2 separate regions of the Sus scrofa genome follow, and region 1 is linked to region 2. The links are chromatin contacts, called in public Hi-C maps. All regions are on one chromosome and are shown on one strand. The core of a region is the stretch at or near the end of the contact, and the rest is flanking DNA. Distances in the headings are between cores, read along the strand shown. Region 1 has its middle 22 kb from the start of TP53BP2. Region 2 overlaps TP53BP2 (apoptosis-stimulating of p53 protein 2).

Region 1 (3,666 bases), core at 922-3,421, 60 kb after region 2:
CCCACAACCTCATGGATACTAGTTGGGTTTATTACCGTTGAGCCACAACTGGAACTCCAAACCTGAAACTTTTGAAATGATTCTACCATTTGAATGGGGTCTGAACACTACCCCCCCCCGCCAATTTTTTTTTTTTTTTTTTGGCTTTTTAGAGCCGCACCTGCAGCATATGGAGGTTCCCAGCTACTGGCTTAGACCAGAGCCACAGCAATGCAGGATCTGAGCCATGTCTGTGACCTACACCACAACTCACAGCAACGCTGGATCCTTAACCCACTGAGCGAGGCCAGGGATCGAACCCGAAACCTCATGATTCCTAGTCTGATTTGTTTCTGCCGTGCCATGATGGGAACTCCCCAAAACTTTTGATATACATCTGCTGAAACACATGTAAGTTCCCATCCTACCTACTGTTTCAGGAGGAACAAGTTCACAGTCAATTCAATGGAGAAAGTGGCAAGTGGTACATGAAGAAAGTTAGGCAAGGAAGCATGTTTCAACTTCTCAAGATACCAGCAACTTATTTTGCACTAGGAGTTAGAGGCTTTAGGAAAAGTGGTAACAGAAAAAAAAAAAAAAGGTGTTTTTTTTTTCCTGTGAAGCAACCCAGAAATATGTAACAGAAATTGTAAAATCATTCTTTCATCCTTTACTTCTAGATTGGATCAAAACCCTTATAATGGTGTCTGTGTTATAATGGAAATATGTGAAACACATGGAAATATTATTTAACTTTCGAAAATGTAGGTATGCGGGAGTTTCCTGGTGGCCTAGCCATTAAGGACTCTGCATTGTCACCGCTGTGGCTCATATTACTGCTGTGGTTCGGGTTTGATCCTTGGCCAGGGAACCTCTGCATGCTGTGGTTGAGGCCAAATAAAAGAAAATGTATGTATGTAGACTCTCCTAATTCTTTTTTTTTTTATGTTTTACACCACCTATTTCCTTTTTCTTTTCTTTTTTATTTTATTTTATTTTATTTTCCCACTGTACAGCAAAGGGATCAGGTTATTCTTACATGTATACATTACAATTACATTTTTTCCCCCACCCTTTGTTCTGTTGCAACATGAATATCTAGACATAGTTCTCAATGCTACTCAGCAGGATCTCCTTGTAAATCTATTCTAAGTTGTGTCTGATAACCCTAAGCTCCCAATCCCTCCAACTCCCTCCCTCTCCCATCAGGCATCCACAAGTGTTTTCTCCAAGTCCATGATTTTCTTTTCTGAGGATATGTTCATTTGTGCTGGATATTAGATTCCAGTTATAAGTGATATCATATGGTATTTGTCTTTGTCTTTCTGGCTCATTTCACTCAGTATGAGATTCTCTAGTTCCATCCATGTTAATTCTGATAACATTTAATTAAAAGCAGCACACCAGGAGTTGCCATTGTGATTCATTAGTAACAAATCTAACTAGTATCCATGAGGATGCGGGTTCGATCCCTGGCCTTGCTCAGTGGGTTAAGGATCTGGCATTGCCATGAGCTGTGGTGTAGGTTGCAGACGCAGCTCGGATCTGGTGTGGTTGTGGTAGTGGCGTAGGCTGGCAGCTGTAGCTCTGATTTGACCCCTAGCCTGGGATCAATACTATACTGCAGGTGAGGCTCTAAAAAGAAAAAACAACAACCAAAAAAAACAAAAAAAAAACAAAAAAAACACCCCACCAAATATTAGATAAACATTTGCTATATAAAGTCTATGTAGGAGTTCCCGTCGTGGCTCAGTGGTTAACGAATCCGACTAGGAACCATGAGGTTGTGGGTTCAGTCCCTGGCCTTGTTCAGTGGGTTAGGGATCTGGCGTTGCCGTGAGCTGTGGTGTAGGTCACAGACATGGCTCCGGATCCTGAGTTGCTGTGGCTCTGGCGTAGGCCGGAGGCTACAGCTCCGATTCAACCCCTAGCCTGGGAACCTCCATATGCCGCGGGAGCGGCCCTAGAAAAGGCAAAAAGACAAAAAAAAAAAAAAAAAAAAGTCTATGTAGACGCCGTATCAACGATAAAAAAAAAAAGAATTTGAAGGAGTAGAAACAGGTTAGAATCCAGTGTCCAGCGGAAAAGAGCCTTCCCTCTGGCAGGCGTTACTGCAGAACAAGGAGGAGCAGATGGGCACAGTAACAGGTTCCTACTGGCAGAGGAAAGATACCTCGATAGGGTTACTGATGCCCCACCCAGGCCAGCCCAACGGGCAACCCAATTTGGCCCGTGCACACCCAAAGGAATTAAAGGCCACCTGGTGGCTGTACCAGAAAATTACACCTCAGTTGATTCCTGGAGGTCAGATGGAGCAAGAAAAACGAAGTAGGACTTGAAATGCTTTACACGCACACAAAGCACCTTACTGGACCCTGGCTTATCACTAGTTCCTATAAAGCTTATTTCTTCCTCTCATCTTCGCCAGGGTTCTCAGTCTGGCCTCTGATGCCCTCAATCAAGAAAAGAGCTCTCTCAGAGTTCCTGTCGTGGCTCAATAGTTGACAGATCTGACTAGGAACCAAGAGGTTGCGGGTTTGATCCCTGGCTTTGCTCGGTGGGTTAAGGATCCGGTGTTGCCGTCAGCTGTGGTGTAGGTCACAGACATGGCTCAGATCCCGCATTGCTGTGGCTCTGGCGTAGGCCGGTGACTACAGCTCCGATTAGACCCCTAGCCTGGGTACCTCCATATGCTGCAGGAGCGGCCCTAGAAATGGCAAAAAGACCAAAAAAAAAAAAAAAGCCCTATTTATCACCTTCCCTCTGGAAATACCACGGGATAGGATCCATTACTATTGCTGGAAAATGATCAAGATCCAAAACTTAATGACCGGAAAACTATTCCTTTTCCCTAGCACATTCTCTAAGTCTTCTCCAGAAACATAGCAGTATATGTTATTATCAAACAATAAACAAAGTAGCACTTGATTCACAGAGATTATGTTTCCTTGTCCTTTTTTTAAACGGCTCAATCATTAGAGAGCATTATTCCCATCGTTTAGTCAACCTCCATGTGCTGCAGGTGTGGCTCTAAAAAAAAGACCAAAAAAAAAAAAAAAAGGCAATGACAATGAGGTCCTACTGTACAGCACAGGGAAATATATCCAGTCTCTTGTGACAGAATATGATGGAAGATAATATAAAAAAGAAAATGTAGGAGTTCCCGTCGTGGCTCAGTGGTTAACGAATCCGACTAGGAACCATGAGGTTGCTCATATCCGGTGATATGAGAAAAAGAATAAAATAATCTTTTTAGGACGTTGGAGTCAAAGCGTTTTTGCATAAACATAAGCAGATAACCCAAGACAGAACAGAAGGAGGACACCAAATCAGGGCCATGAATTCTGAGTCAAATGTCCCTTGAACTTGACTGTTGAAGCCTGAGTTCGAGATAAGGAGGTAAAATGCTGTGTCCTGGGCTCCTGCTTTGGGTTATTCAAGGCCTGCCTTTGTCAAACTATCTCTTCCAACATCTCAGGTATGACTCAAGAGACAAATTCACTGATATTCATGGTTAATGTATGAACTCACAACCACTAATATTCTGGGCTGTTACATAACTTTTCCCACAGCTGATAAGCGGTTCTTCATGGTGAGCCATTTGGATTTAAATCTTTTCTTGTTTGCAAAGGCAGGTTTGGTTTTTTTAGTCTAAGTTAGTTCTTGCAAGAAGGATTATAGGAATAT
Region 2 (3,441 bases), core at 469-2,968:
TCAGTGGTTAACGAATCCGACTAGGAACCATGAGGTTGCAGGTTTGATCCCTGGCCTTGCTCAGTGGGTTAACCATCCGGCGTTGCTGTGGCTGTGGTGTAGGCGGGCTACGGCTCCGATTGGACCCCTAGCCTGGGAAACTCCATGTGCTTCGGGTACAGCCCTAAAAAGACAAAAAAAAAGTTGTTTTTTTTAAAAAAGGAGTTCCCATGTGGCTGAGTGGGTTAAGAACCTGACATAGTCTCTGTGAAGACACAGGTTCAATCCCTGGCCTTGCTCAGTGGGCTAAGTATCCAGCACTGTTGTAAGCGGAGGCTCATATCCGGTGTTGCTGTGGCTGTGGTGTAGATGGGCGGCTACAGCTCCAATTGGACCCCTAGCCTGGGAACCTCCATATGCTGCGGGAAGCAGCCCTAGAAAAGGCAAAAAGACAAAAAGGGGGGGGGGACCATCCTTAATGACCTACCGAATAAAAAATAACAGTGAATGAAGTTCAAAGGTTAAAAAAACATATATCTGAGCGGCACATACACAGCACGGGGAACAAGGATCACTTACGCCATTCTCCTTTCTCCGATGCTCACCCGGAACTTTCACACCATTTCTTTTTAAACTTGGATCCTGAGACCTTGGTCCACCCCCTAAGCACAAAATTCAGAAACATTAACATGCATTAACACTAGAGTTGACTGATAATTTTCAGTCCCAGTTCATTTCTGAGCTCTGTTGTTACTGCGCTCTGCTATTTTAAGTTGAAAATAAAATATTTGCTCATAGTAGCAATGAAGTTACGGTCTCATGATTCAGCCTGTTCTGGAAAACCTTGCTTGGAACAGGGAAGAGTCAGCACTAGAAAATGTTACACGCTAACCATTTCCTAGAAAAGCTGGATGAGTCAGATGCCAAAGGAGGAAAAAGGAAGAAAATACAGGAGTTCGGGAGTTTCTGTCGTGGCTCAGCAGCAACAAACCCGACTAGTATCCGAGAGGACTGAGGTTTGATCCCTGGCCTCGCTCAGTGGGTTAGGGATCCGGCGTTGCTGTGAGCAGTGGTGTAGATCGCAGACGTGGCTCGGATCTGGCGTTGCTGTGGCTGTGATGTAGACAGGCAGCTGCAGCTCCGATTGGACCCGTGGCCTGGGAACTTCCTTATGCCATGGGTGAAGCCCCCCGCCAAAAAAAAAAAAAAAAAAAAAAAAAAAAGACAGAAAAACAAATCAATAAAACAATATCATATATATTCTGAACATGCAAACAGTCTGCTAGTGGATACTGTCCAAGTCTACACCACAAAGGTTGACACTGAGCAGCAATCCTGTTTTACCCCAATTTAGACACTATGTGGCACTGGTGTTTTGCAACAATGTGAAAACAGCGTCTTTATCTTCAGATTGTTTTTCTCACATTACAGACACACTGAAACTGCATATGGCACCACTGAGAGGCTAGTTAATAATTTACCCAGCGTGACAGAGGGAGATATTTGAACCCCTAGATGAACAGGTAAAATTCAACGAATTCATGAAAAGAAGATATGAGCAATAATGTAAATAAAGAACAAAATAAAAATAAGATACAGATGCTGACTTAAAACTACCAAAAAGAGGCAGCTTGGGGGAAAAAAATACCTGCTTATTTCAGATAAAATTACAGACACCAGTGATGCTGAAAGGCCTGTGAGCCAGCCTGGCTGAGGTGACTCAAGTTCCACGCCTGGCTCTGCCTTTAGGTGTGTGGCCTCTGACAAGTCATTTAACCCCTAAGTATCAGCCTTTCTCATCTGTAGAGTGAAAGAGGCCAGACTAAGTCAAGCCTGGGGTCTCCCACACTCCAATAATTGCTGGGTACCTACAATTTGTACTAAAGGAATAAAACTGGGAGTTCCTGTCATGGCACAGAAGAAACGAATCCGGCTAGGAACCATGAGGTTGTGGGTTCGATCCCTGGCCTTGCTCCGTGGGTTAAGGATCTGGCATTGCCATGAGCTGTGGTGTAGGTTGTAGATATGGCTCCGATCCCGTGTTGCTGTGGCTGTGCTGTAGGCCAGCAGCTGCAGCTCTGACTGGACCCCTAGCTCGGGAACCTCCACGTGCCGTGGGTGCAGCCCTAAAAAGCCAAAAAAAGAATAAAACTGAAATTCTACGACCTGTGTTACCAACATTCTTACACCCAAGAATTTTACACCGAAGTCACACTCCCTCAACTCTCCTCTCTGCACTGTGCCATGGCCTGCAGCAGTTCCCAGACCAGGGATCAAACCTGCACCACTGCTGTAACCAGAGCCACAGCAATGACAGCACCAGATCCTTAACTCACTGGGCCACCAGGGCACTCCTTCACTTTCCATTTTAAAAGATCCTTAATCCACTGAGCGAGGCCAAGGATCGAACCCACAACCTCATGGTAATTAGTCGGGTGTGTTAACCACTAAGCCACGACAGGAACTCCACAGATTCCAACATTTTTAGAAACACCTAGTAATCCTGCTCCAATCAGTGGTTTCTCACTGAGAACAAAGTGGACCCACAGGTCTCAGAGCTGAAAATCTTTCTTCCCACGTCCTACGGTCAAGCGACGGTTGTGTCCCCAGTGTCTAATGCTGCTTCCAGCCCACGGTCACAGGTTAATCAGCTTCTACCCTTTCCTCACTGTCATCTATAAACTGGTCACATAGGAGTTCCCGTCATGGCTCAGCAGTTAATGAACCCGACTAGAAACCATGAGGATGCGAGTTCGATGCCTGGTCTTGTTCAGTGGGTTAAGGATCCGGCATTGCCGTGAGCTGTGGTGTAGGTCACAGTCAAGGCTCGGATCTGGCGTAGGACGGCAGCTACAACTCCGATTTGACCCCTAGCCTGGGAACCTCCATATGCTGTGGGTTTGGCCCTAAAAAGACAAAAAATAAAAAAATAAACAAACTGGTCACAACCCTCAGTTGTCAGAGGTGTGACCACCCGACTCCCCCATTCTCTCTACCCCGCGTCCTGCCATCATTCTGGATGACCTCACCATCAAAAAGTTAACCTCTCAGAGCCCTGGCTTCCTGCCTCCTCTTGAATTCAGGCTGATTTCATGGCCCAGTGAGGGACCGTGCTGCCCAGAAGCACTCAGTATCCCAGAAATCTTAAATCCCAACATGCTAGCTTTGAGCATCGTTTCATCTCTGGACCCCTGTGCATTAACTGAAGCCAACAGCTCCCTCCCTGGTCCCCACTTTTCCTGCTGCCCCTCTGTCTTCAACTTCTTCCCCAGCTGGCTTCCCAGCATACTCTTCGTCTGTGTCCCACCGACTGTCCCCTGAACTGGTCTGGTCAAAGCCCATCCTTGGGTCCACCCAGCTTCTTCTCCTCTTACCACCCTCTGGGGGGCGGCTGAGCGCCACTGGAGACACGTCACCTGTGTTCTCCTGGTCTCGCTTCTGCACGGGCCCCCAGCCACCTGG

The links. Hi-C and Micro-C count contacts between places; a contact is called where the count stands out from the background.
Region 1: a Hi-C map of liver shows a contact between it and region 2, with 2.7 times the contacts expected there. The contact joins two enhancer-like sites. A contact is called at or near these places in 1 of 5 promoter capture datasets (liver), 22 of 47 Hi-C or Micro-C datasets (alveolar macrophages, embryonic fibroblasts, epiblast stem cells and 10 more) and 1 of 2 datasets of contacts at active chromatin or transcription factors (skeletal muscle).

What each region holds. Positions count from the first base shown.
Region 1 is chr10:19,910,265-19,913,930 of Sscrofa11.1, forward strand. No RefSeq gene overlaps it. Among named protein-coding and RNA genes, the nearest start is that of TP53BP2, 22 kb to the left of the region's middle. Within about 2 kb of position 2,172, at least 3 of the 83 cell types and tissues checked have an H3K27ac peak or open chromatin away from gene starts, as enhancers often do. A contact at or near this core is called in fetal liver and liver, where this site is marked.
Region 2 is chr10:19,850,788-19,854,228 of Sscrofa11.1, forward strand. It overlaps TP53BP2 (apoptosis-stimulating of p53 protein 2), which reads right to left. Exons shown (of 18, transcript XM_013980098.2): 4 at 559-641. Among named protein-coding and RNA genes, the nearest start is that of TP53BP2, 37 kb to the right of the region's middle. Within about 2 kb of position 1,719, at least 18 of the 83 cell types and tissues checked have an H3K27ac peak or open chromatin away from gene starts, as enhancers often do. A contact at or near this core is called in fetal liver and liver, where this site is marked.